Regions from separate parts of the Danio rerio genome. Here region 2 is linked to region 1. Evidence: chromatin contacts called from public Hi-C data. All regions are on one chromosome and are shown on one strand. Each heading gives the region's core, a stretch centred on a gene start, on an enhancer-like site or on the middle of the called end of the contact. The rest is flanking DNA. Distances are from core to core; before and after follow the strand shown. Region 1 holds the start of rasal3 (RAS protein activator like 3). Region 2 holds the start of nabp1b (nucleic acid binding protein 1b).

Region 1 (6,327 bases), core at 1,939-4,438:
AATTCTAGAACAGTTATATGCATAACATGGCATATGCTACCACATTTTATTTATTTATTTACATATTTTTTAATTAAGCTTTGTGGTTGGGTCTGATGGATACATCTATGAAGGTCGTGGCTGGATGTCACAAGGGGCTCACACTAAAGGACGCAATAACGTGGGGTATGGTGTAGCTTTCATTGGCGATTACTCTGGTCGTTTACCCTCCACTCATGACATGGAACTGGTGCGCCATCATCTGGTCAAGTGTGGAGTGAACAATGGATTTCTGCAGGAGGATTTCACCATTCTCGGACACAGACAAGTAGTAGTAACCACCAGCTGCCCAGGAAATGCCCTTTACTCTGAGATCACAACCTGGATGCACTATAAAGTATGTAGGATTCCACAGTCTTAAATGTATCGAACATCTTTCAAAAATGCAGTTAAATGCTTGAAATACTTTTCATCTACAATGTTAAAAAAATCTAAAAATCAGCAGTTTTACATATTTTGTAATTCATGTTTTTATTTAGTTTATTTATGCTTTTGAATTGCATTATGGGACATTGATCTTTCTTCCAACAACTTTTAACTTTGAAAGTTAATTTGTGGTATTTATTAACATTTTGGCTTTGTGTTGTACACTATGTGACAAAAGTCTTGCCGCCTATCCAAGCTTTAGGTACAACAAATAATAATTTGACTTCTAGTTGATCATTTGGTGTTAGAAGTGGCTTATATGAAAGACAAAGGCCTCTAGATTATGCTTATTTTACCAAAATAAAATATAATCATGCCTTGATTTAATTATTTAATTAGGACATTAAGGTCTGACTTTGCTTAGACAAAAGCCTTGTCACTTAACAGAAATAATGTACAGTATAGAATATAAAGTCATGGTACAGTGGAAAAAGAATTAATATTGTGTATGACTCCCATGAGCTTGGAGGACTGCATCCATACATCTCTGCAATGACTCAAATAACTTAATGAAGTCATCTGGAATGGCAAAGAAAGCATTCCTGCAGGACTCCCAGAGTTCATCAAGACTCTTTAGATTCCCCTTCAATGACTTTTCCTTCATCTTACCCTAGACATGCTCAATAACGTTCATGTCTGGGGACTGGGCTGGACAATCCTTGAGCAGCTTGACCTTCTTTGTTTCAGGAACTTTGATGTGGAGGTTGAAGTATGAGAAGGAGCGCTATCCTGCTGAAGAATTTGCCCTCTCCTGTGGTTTGTAATGTGATGGGCAGCACAAATGTCTTGATACTTCAGGCTGTTGATGTTCCCATCCACTCTACAGATCTCTCGCTCTCCCCCATACTGAATGTAACCCCAAACCATGATTTTTCCTTCACTATACCTGACTGATTTCTGTGAGAGTACTGGCTCCATGCGGGTTCCAATAGGACTTCTGCAGTATTTGTGATGATTGGGATGCAGTTCAACAGATGATTCATTAGAGAAATGTACCTTCTGCCACTTTTCCTTATTATCAACTAGGAGTCAAGTTATTATTTATTGCTTTTATAACTGGGATTGACGACAACACTTTTGTCAGGTAGTTTATATTTTGCTACAAAATCCTTGTAATAAATTGCCAGTACATTTTCTGTTATTTTACAGACCACCAAGCAATTTTATGTTTAATACACATCTAATAGATGTCTAGCATGGATGTTTTGACTAAAACAAGGCTAAGTTTTCTGTCAGTGAAAACATAATAAATGTCTAAGAATAGCCCAAAATTAGACCAATCAACAAATACACTGATTATACAGGCTTCACATGTGTAGTATTTAATCATGTGTATTTGATAACTAGTCTAGTTTTGGGCTATTGTACTAGATTTTTACTCACAGACACAGGGGCCAATTATACCCTTGTTTTAGCAAAGATGTCTTTAGACATCTATTAGATATCTTTTAAACACAGAAAATGCTTGCTGGGATATTTCTTTATATATTATTTCTTATACATTATATTATTTTAAACTAGTAAACTGTAGAGTTGAATTTTCGACATCAAAAGTCAACAGTGCAGAAATCAAGCTCCCATAATGCAGTTACCAACCATATTTAAACGGAAAACACTTGTGAACCACAAAAAACAGAATTTATTTTATTTTTATAGTGTACATACAACATGCAAACTAAGAGTTTTTGTTTCTACTATGTTTCTTACAGGATAAGGATCCTTTGAAGTAACATTGGAGATCTCACTGACACGTCATGGTTTATTGTGCAGGACTGCTACAATAACTAAGCCTTTTAATTTGTCTGAAAAAAACATGAGGAAAGATTGATGGTAATTCAATGTTATTCATTCATTCATTTTCCTTTAGCTTACTTCCTGATTTACCAGGGGTCGCCACAGCAGAATGAAACAATATTAATAATAATAATCATTTGTTTTGTTTATACAGTCCCCACACCTAAAGACACTGTATAATCTATGTTGATCCTGGAACATAATTTTTGTTTCGAAAATGTAATTCATACCTATTCCCTACCACTAAACCCAACCATAACAGCAAATTATTCCTAAAATCAGAGGGGAATAATAGTTGGAAAACAATCATGAAGTGCATAAACCTAACCGTTAGCCTAAACTTAACTGTAAACGTATCCCTTAATTCTGATAGGCTGAGAGGAATTTTGTTCCAGGATCAACATAGATCCAGGAACTTTGTCCTACTTGGTAAAATTAGGTTGGCAACTGTTTTAAATGTTGTGTATCAAGACTTTTTGTCTGTTTTTTGTCCTCAAACCTCTTCTTATAAGACTAGATTCTTGCTAATCTCATCCTAAGCCTTTTTGTTCGATTTTGAGTCTTGACTGTGAAACTGAAATACAGTCAAGGCCTTTAGCTGTGTGTTTATCTAAAACATCTGCAAACCTTAATCAGCCAATCAGAATCAAGCATACAAACATTTAAATTTAACACTGAACTGCAAGGTCAACGGCATGAAACCAAACCTTGGTTGAGTTTTGGTTGAGTGTCTAAATGAGATTTATGAAACATTACTGTGCGTACGTGAGAATTACGTGTGCAAAAATAAACTGTGATCTCCAGTCTTACTCGTTTAATTTTTTTATGCTACAGCTAGATTGAAGAAAAGGTTGACACGATTACTTCTAGTTTTTTTCTTTTTTTACCACCACAGGAAGTGGTTTTCATAGCAGGCCCAAGAGTGAGAAAGGAAGTGTGCTGCTGTTGTGACAGGAAACGTAACAGTCACTGAACAAAACAAGCAGGTATTTAGGGTAAACCGTCAAACTTGTGTGTCATTTATTAACTAAATCCAATCAGCATCATGTTATGCTTGAATAATAATCTTTCTATTTTCATTTTAAAACCATTTTTGTTTCAAACTGTAAGTAAGACAAACATTAAATAAAAGATTATGCTCTCCCACAGTAGTTTTTGATCAATTGGAGCAAATAAAGCAGGACAGGCAGTTTCTGGTTCTGTCAGGTTAGGTTTACAGATTGATAAAAAGCTGAGAGATGCATCATCAACCTGTAAACCTAACCTGACTTCCCCACCCACAAACTGACTGACTTCCTGAACGCTACACGATAAGTGCGCACAGAAAAAAAAACAGCTCATACCTATAAAAACTGAAGACCTGCACAATAAGGAGCACAAATTTAGTCCCAAAAAGCATTTTTGGGGGCAAATACTAGACTAGAGTGACTAGTGTAAGAGAATTAAACCTCAACACTCACTCAAAACCAGAGAGGTTTTAAAGCTGATGATGCGCAAAACAGTTTGAGGAAGTAGCTAATAGGTGAAGTGAGCTGATGATGAAATCCTGAAAACTTCATGATGATGCAAAGGATTTAAACTGGTAGGTGAATCCATACTCTTTCTGGTACTGTAAGAAAACATTCACAGAAAGTTCACCGAGAAAGAAATCTGAGATGGGTACAAACAAAGAGTCAAATGCTGAGCAGGCTGGAGCAGCATCGCAGATTGAGGAAGACATGGAGCTGGTTCCTGAACAGAACAGCCCGGTTGATCAAGACCCACGACAAACAGAGGATGGCAAGCTGCTTAATACATACAAGTGGCACACTGGAGCCAAGGCTGAAACAGTGGCACAGGGTGCCATTGAAAGGCTGGAGAAAGGGGCTTCAAACAAGTGGAACAAAATGCAGAGCTGGCGCAAAGCTCTGAGTGAAGACCCCGGGGAAAAGTCCTCAACTGCAAATCGAGGAGGAGAAAGCCCCTCCAAACCAGACAAGCCGACAACTTCAAGGAAAAACCCTTTTCGCAGAGCTCTTTCGGAGCCACCGGGGTCCCTCCTGGCCTCCTCGGCCCCCGCGTCTTCGAGCGCACAGGCAACAGGGTCCACCGTCCAGGACACGACACAGAGAGGCAAAATCAGAAAGTACCTGCAAACGGTCTCGCAGAGGTTCAAGAAGCCTCGTCTGCAGAGTACTGTCACAGAGCATGGTAAGAGATGCAATGTTAGATGCTTTTTTTTGTTATTACTATTGTTGTGACATCATAATTTTTAGGTTTATTATTTTTATCACACTTTGTCGTTGGCGCAGCTTCAAGTAAATTTTTTTACAGTGATATATATATTAATTTTTTATTATGATTTTATATATTATTATGCAGTTTCCCAGTACCGGGTTGCAGCTAGAAGGGCATCCACTGCGTAAAACATATGTTGGAATAGTTGGTGGTTCATTCCACTGTGGAAAATAAATGATGAATGAATATCATTATGTAAAGAGATACATGAAACTAGATGATACGGTTCAAAAGGAAAAAGAGCTATCAAAAAAAACACGCAAGATAGTCAACAACAGCCAGATTTGTGTGTGCAATAGTAATAGGGTGTACACATGACATGGAAGGATGTAAACACCACCAACAACATAAAAACACAAAAGTACAGCATGCTTAACATGGATATCCATGTTTGTGGCATCACATATTACTTTTATCATCACCAACTTTAGTATTATTATTAATATTATCATATTTTAATTATGAATGCTATTTAAATACTACATTGTCATTTCTAATTATACATACTTCTATTGCTGTTTGTTTTCTGTGTTCACCATATAAAATGTGTTTGCAAATTAAATTATATGCTAAATATTTCATTTAATCTATGATATGTGGAGGTTTTTAGATGTACCTCTGTTGGACGGCTGTGTGAACTTGCTTATTAAAATGATTGCACATGCAGATGCCACTAAATGGCGCTAAAGAATGAGGGTACAACAACAGGATGTGACATTGAGATGGAATATTAAACAACAAGTCAAGTCATTTTTATTCCTATAGTGCTTTTTTACAAACTACTTACTTAAAATGAGCTCAAACATCACAATTCTTAAAGATTTTCAAGGACAACTTAATTGTTTTATGTTCGATCCACTTAAATTTGTAACATCTAATAAGTGAACTTAATTCCTTCATGTTGGCCCAACCCAGCATTTGAGTTCAATATACAAATATCACTGTTGAAGTTCAATTCCGTTAAATATAAACGTCACTGTTGAAGGCTGTGATTTATTAGTGATATATCCCTTCACTGAAGAAAATATTAGTATTAGCAAGATTATTAGGTCACACTTAATTTTTATGGTCCGATGTTTGTTGAATCTAAGTTACATAACATCTACATGCCAACTAATTCTCATTAGCTTATAAGTAGACTGTTGTGGTTAAGGTTAGTGTAAGTTGACATGTACTTGCAGTTTCTTATTGTCGGTTAAATGTCTGTTTAGCAGCAGTATACTACTACTCAAATGGATCATCAAAATAAAGTGTTACCGATTATTACTGCAATCATTATATTTAAACCCTTTTAAAGTTAAAATTGGATATAATTGGAGGTCAGTAATGGTATTAAGTTGGTATTGGTATTAAGATGTTTTCGTCAAGCCAATCAGTGAAACGTTTTAAGTTGTTAAACACTTCCAAAGGTAGTGGAAAACACATTTAATCAGATTGCTTTCGGTGTGTAATTGCTCATGCAAAAAGCCATCTATTCTCCACCTGCTGACCGAACACCAGAATGTTACGGGATGTGTTGTCAGAAAGCACACTAAAACAAGTTGTTCATTAAGCTGCAATGAATCAAAGCATACAAATCATAAAAAAATTTGTACTTGCCATCCACAAAATGATCGTACAGGGACATGTTTGAACATTGCGGGCGGAAAGAGTCTCATCTGACCACTTTCATGAATAAAAATAAAGATGCTAAAGAGGTTCACCACCTTGTAGTGATTCTTCAAAGAACTTTTTTCAGTTTGAAGAATATTTTGTGAAAAATGTAGTTGTCCAGCCATTCATTCGTACTGG
Region 2 (6,327 bases), core at 2,127-4,626, 220 kb before region 1:
GACCTCATAACGTCTCTGTGACACCTGTTTACCAAGTTGTTATTGAAGCACGCTCTGTTCTGTTCTTAAAATGCAAATAAATAAAAATGTTGAATTATGCATTTTCTTGTCAGTCTTGTTCTTTTGGAATTGTTTGTAGCCTCTTCAAAGCAGTTTGTCTCATTTTTCTTTTTGTAAAAGAGCAGTTCCAGCGTTATCTATGTGAACATTTGCAGTAAAAAGTCTAAACATAAATTCACAGAGAAAGCATAATGTTCACCTTATATTGTAATATATGTTTATATTTTCCAAAACAACTAACCCCAGAGTTATGGAATCAGAAAAATATCAATCTGTTAAAAAAACTGAATTATATTTTAAATTAGGAAAATAAACATGCATTATGGATGTGACCAAAAAAGTTAGTGAGTTTACAGTCTACGACATACTTTGTAGAAATTCTGGGAATTAAACTGCACAAGCCAAAAGCAATAATGCTAACCAAAAGGATAAGAGTTAGCTCTCTATAGAACAAAAATGACAGATTTAGTTTTATTTTACATGTTTGCATTTATGAGGAAAAAGCTTCGCAATAGATGTGACAGCTCTCTGTTATGGATGTGACGGATGTGAAATTGGCACTTGTGTAATTGGACTTTGGTAAATTGAATATAAATGTATGAAAACATTGACAGAAACATTTTTGTGCATTTTTTAAGTACTGTAAAATAGGGCTGTGCAATTAATCAAAATCCGATTTCAGCTTCTAACGATTATGAAAAACCATTAATCGAGATAAACGATTATTGCATCATATACTGCACTTTTCCAGTTGTACAGGTGTTGCTCTTAAATGCGCGCACACACAGTCAGAAGCATGCAGTCAGCATTCGGTCTCATTCGCACACTGAGACAGCAGAGCGCACGCATCTCATCTTTACGTGAGCGCTTTAATGTACAAATAGGTGTCAAAACGCAGTGTTTAATGATTATTCATATTAACCCTCATTTGTGTAATAAACAAACGAGTTGAGAATCAAAAGAAAAACGTGAACGAGAAACCATTAAAGTGACAGCGCGCAATTCCTGCTGCCGCCTGTTTTTATCATTAATCAAACAAAATGAGAAAATTCCTCACTGCTCTGGACTTTTGTAGCTAAAGTGTTTTTCTTACAGTGAAGATGCTTAAAGCACAGTTTGTTTCATTTTTATTCTATTGTATTTATTTCTCTTTCCTTTGCAGGGTGGAAAATAACTGTGTATATATGCAGTTGAAGTCTCAACTGAATATTAGCAACCCTCTTCCTCCCCAATTTCTGTTTAATGGAAAGAAGATTTCTGAACATAATAGTTTTAATAACTCATTTCTAATAACTGATTTATTTTAACTTTGCTATGATGACAGCACATAATAGTTGACTAGATATTTTTCAAAATACAAGAATTCATATTCAAAGTGTGATTTCAAGGCTTAATTAGGGTAATTAGGCAAGTCATTGTATAACAGTAGTTTCTTCTGCAGACAATCAAAAAATATATTGCTTAAAGGGGTTTATATTATAGACCTTAAAATGGGTTTCAAAATATTTAAACCTGCTTTTATTCTAGACAAAATAAAACAAATAAGCTTTTCTCCAGAAGAAAAAACATTAGAGGAAATACTGTTAAAATTTCTTGCTCTGTTAAAGATCATTTGGGAAATATTTATTTTTTTAAAAATCTCAGGAGCGCTAATAATTTTGACTTCAACTGATAATCGTTTTGAATAATCGTGATTACAATTATGACCAAAATAATCGTGATTATAATTTTTTGCAAAAATCAACCAGCCCTACTGTAAAATACTTGCATGTACAAAAAAAACGTAGAAATGGTTTCACTGTTTTTTTGAGGCCTGAATTGTTTTCATGGCATGGTTGACATTTGCATGCAATTGTTCATAATCCCTCAGACAGAAGTAACTGTAACATGACAGAAAGTGTCTTATCTATGAGCTAGACTTTGATTTTAAGGTAAATAACTTTTGAGTTACAAGCTTTAATGTTGTTAGAAGTAGAATAGACTGAACTTGACAGGAGTTAAATGAAGTTAAGCATTTCGCTACACTCCAAAACTCTTGTATTTATATAAAAAAGGATAAATACTTTGATAAAAATGTTTTTAGTTTACCAATTTCATAGACTTTTTTATGTTTGTCCATGTGACAAGATTCCAAATACCTTTTGTACCCCTTTTAACCTAATAATTTAACATTGTATTGGCATGTTCACAGTTCTGTAATCAATTGATGATCACAAAGACATACAGGCAAACAATGCCCTAAAATATTTCTGATTTCTGTATTAAGTTTTGCAATGATTAAAATAATTATTATATTTTAATAAAAACATAGTGCTTTAATTAACAACAGGTTGGGGAACCGTTGCTAGTAGGCTATTCACTACGCTGATAGTAAGAAACCGAAGGCCTATTTGTCTTCCTCTTCATTTTAATAACCTTAAATCATGTCAAATTAGTTATACTCCTCAAGTGAAGCAAACGTAAAACATAAACTACAATGTATTACCTAAATTAATAACAACTAACTTACGTGTAACGTTCATTTGAATCCACCGAAGAATAATGTCAACCGTCAACAGTTTGTAAGTAATCTAAGTTACCCAATACTGCAGAAACAATGACAAACCTGAAATGTCGAGGTAATGAGGAATTCTCAACTTATACATTCATTGGCATCTGCATTATCTGTCTTAATTTGTTTTTATCAACTAATTTTTGCCAACAACTGTATAAACTCTCGTACCCAAAATGAAGAGTTGGTTTTAAAACTGGTTGCACAATTCTTCATGCTTTAGCGCCACCTGGTGTCGTGTTGAATCAATTTAAACAGCACAATATATAGATTTATATATTAGCGAAATAAATACTTCAATCCATCTTAAAAACTCAAAAACTAAACGCTAAGAATATTTTCTTTGGTTATACTGTCGAACATCGCGCTTCTACTTTCCAATTTTTGTAATCTGCCTGTTTGTTTTAAATGAAGCCATATTATGAGGCTTCCTAAATACGATTAAAAAACATCCAGCTTTTACATTTTTAACATAAAATAACCCAAACATACAAAGAAACTGGCTCTATCGCGTAAAATAATCGCGTAATAATCACACCTGATGGATGTAGAGGTAGATAAACTGTTTTTTGCAGGCAGATATGAACCAGTCACGGTGGCCGAGAGGTTAAGGCGTTGGACTCGAAATCCAATGGGGTTTCCCCGCACAGGTTCGAATCCTGTTCGTGACGATGTTTAATTTTGATTAGCAAACAACCACACTTTCAAATTACGTTTTAAATCACGCATTCGTGAATAAACTGATGTCACGGAGTATCTGGGCCACTATTTCTACAGCATTTCAAGGATTACAGAGGTGCGGCTCGGTTAAAAAAATTCTGCAAGGCAGAAGCGTCACCTAATCTGGCAATTTTAGATCAAGCAAAGCAGTGCTGTAATCAATTACATGCGAGGCACAATCAGTCAATAAGTGGCAGGCAGTTTGCGTTTGATCGAATTTGAGTAGGATTTTCTTAGTGTTTTTTCTTTTCTAGTTTTTTTTACAATGGCAAATTCACCAAACGACAATGCGTTCTTGATTAAAGACCTTAAAGCTGGATTAAAAAATATTAATTTGGTTTTCATCGTCCTGGAAACTGGTAAGTTTGTTGGGAAACTGTTTCTCTACTAGCCCACCTTTATTAAAAGTGTGCTCACAAACACACAATCAGCATTTAAGTCGACAAATAAGATTCATCTTTATAAATCATGACACTTTATATATCATACGAACCTTTTTTCCGTACTGATAAACGAAAAACAGATTAAATTAGCTTACTTGTGAATAAGTCATTAGAGTTGGGTTTGTTCTGAGAATCGGTTGAACTGATTCATAAGTTCAGAACAAATCGTTCAAGAATTTGAATCAAAGTCCCTTCGCTTTTATGTTTATGCAAGCAGCAATATTCAGAATATAAAGTATATTAAAGAATTCTTGTATTTTACGTGTGTTCCAATGTAACAAAATGTGTCAGGTCGTGTGTCTAAAACAAAGGACGGACACGAAGTGCGTTCCTGTAAAGTAGCTGACAGGACCGGAAGTATCACCATATCAGTGTGGGACGAGGTGGGCAGCCTGATTCAAACCGGAGACATCATTCGACTCACTCGAGGGTAAGTACAGTTCATTACTGATGAGGATGGTGATAATAACATTATTAATAATACCAGTTCTTATAGTCAAATCCACGCGTCTTTCTTTCTATTTAAATTAAATTAGCAAATTTAAAAACACATCAATGTAAAAATGTTGGTGAAGTGTTTGAATAGTCTCTTTTTAAATCTTTATTTAGACTTTAGAGTTGCTGTTTTACAGATTTAGAGTTGCTGTTGATTTTTCATGTCATAAGCAAACTGATAATATACATTTTTTTTCCAAATAAAGGGGGTTGTAAGTGTGTGGTAAATTTGTTTCTAATCAGTAATTGTTTTGTTAGTATTTTTTGTGTGAATTTATTATTTTTGTTTTTGTAAAATGTTGTGTTAAAGGGGGTTTTAAAGGCCAAAGTCTTTCTTTCATTCTTTAATTTCTTTTTTCTTTCTATTAATATGTTAATGGAAACAGCATATTTATAGCTAAACATTTCTATCTACAACTCTTTACTGCACTGTTAGACAAATCATCTTTAGAATTAGACCGGAGTAATATTATTTATTATTATTATTAATATTTACTACCAGTTTGCTTTATTGATTAATGCTGTCCACTGGATGGCGCCATTTACTAAGGTTTGACCATAGACTGTACAATAATGTGGCTTATGTAAATTAAAAACGGTAGTAGTATTAATAGTGATAATAACAGTAATAATAAAAGGGAGATAATTGACACCATAATACATTTGAATACATGTTTTGATCGTTATTATAAGGCTCCAATTTGGTAAAAGTAAATGTATAAAACACAAGAAAATAATCCTGTGTATATATTTTTCAGATATGCGTCTCTCTTTAAAGGCTGTCTTACGCTGTATATTGGAAGAACAGGAGACCTCCAGAAGATCGGAGAGTAGGTCATCTCAGCTGACTTATTTAATGCAAGGGGAAATGACAGCAGTAACCGTTCCTTTTTGCGTCTATTAAAGGTTCTGCATGATTTTCTCTGAGACTCCAAATTTCAGTGAGCCCAACCCAGAGGTGCTGGCTAAAATAAACCAAATAAACAACACCCATGTGAGTGCAAAAATACTGCTCAAATTGCACCAACAGTAAGAGGAACACAGAATGAGTGTGTGTTTTATCTCCTAACAGGTAAAAACAGAGGCTCACGGCAGCAATCCTTCTCTAGTGAATCCCGTGCCACCTGCTGGACCTACAGGTTTACATTTTTAAAGCTTATTGTTTGACATTGGCCATTTTTAATCAAAATCGTGTGTTGTGGACTTACATGTTGCTATCACTGATTAAGTCAGGGGCCACCAAACTTATTCCTGGAGGGCCGGTGTCCTGCAGATATTAGCTCCAACCCTAAACAAACACACCTGAACAAGCTAATCAAGATCTTACTAGCTATACTTGAAACATCCAGGTGTGTTGAGGCAAGTTGGAACTAAACCCTGCAGGGACACCAGCCCTCAAGGACTGAGATTAGTGACCCCTGGATTAAGTGGATAGCTTGAAATAATTTAAAATAAGACAAAAGATTTAAAATACTTGCCTACATTCTACCATTGGTTCCTTATTAATGTATAGAACATGAATTATTTCCAGACTGTCTCTATAAACACCCCATGCCCTGTTGTGTAAAGATACATGTTTTTAAGATTCTTGTCCTTGCAATATTTTGCACTTTTATATGTGGCTTGACAGTAAAGAGCTAACATATGACAAAAAAAAGTTTAGTTTACCTGTTGAGAAGAAAAACTGCAAATTTTAGATGGATGGATGGATGGATGAATGGATAAATGAATAGATTCACTTACACTTCACATTCATAGATTTGCCAGAGACTTTTACAAGATCCTTCCTTCCTTTCTTCCTTCCTTCCTTCCTTCCTTCCTTCCTTCCTTCCATCCTTCTTTCTTTCTTTCTTTCTTTCTTTCTTTCTTTCTGTCTTTCTTTTTTTCCGAGTCAATGCAAAAAACACACATATAGCTTACAGTGCACATTTGGAGAATTCTAATTATTCATCCATTCTGTTTACTTTTTTAACACACTACATAAACAATTTTAACTTTAAGGATAAATATTTCAGTACTGAAACCCATTAAAATGTTAAATTTATTCTATTAATTTGA

The links. A called contact is a pair of places that touch in the nucleus more often than the background predicts.
Region 2: a Hi-C map of hematopoietic stem cells shows a contact between it and region 1, with 2.2 times the contacts expected there. The contact joins the promoter of nabp1b here to the promoter of rasal3 in region 1. A contact is called at or near these places in 2 of 18 Hi-C or Micro-C datasets (caudal fin and hematopoietic stem cells).

What each region holds. Positions count from the first base shown.
Region 1 is chr6:9,421,640-9,427,966 of GRCz12tu, reverse strand. It overlaps rasal3 (RAS protein activator like 3), which reads left to right and starts at 3,188. Exons shown (of 18, transcript XM_005165747.6): 1 at 3,188-4,449. The coding sequence starts at 3,915. It overlaps pglyrp2 (peptidoglycan recognition protein 2), which reads left to right. Exons shown (of 5, transcript NM_001045166.1): 4 at 79-376; 5 at 2,175-3,065. The coding sequence ends at 2,195.
Region 2 is chr6:9,641,291-9,647,617 of GRCz12tu, reverse strand. It overlaps nabp1b (nucleic acid binding protein 1b), which reads left to right and starts at 3,376. Exons shown (of 6, transcript NM_001030252.1): 1 at 3,376-3,690; 2 at 4,066-4,204; 3 at 5,028-5,099; 4 at 5,176-5,263; 5 at 5,342-5,408. The coding sequence starts at 3,597. It overlaps trnas-cga (transfer RNA serine (anticodon CGA)), which reads left to right and starts at 3,201; the gene lies at 3,201-3,282. It overlaps cavin2b (caveolae associated protein 2b), which reads left to right. Exons shown (of 2, transcript NM_001004584.1): 2 at 1-99.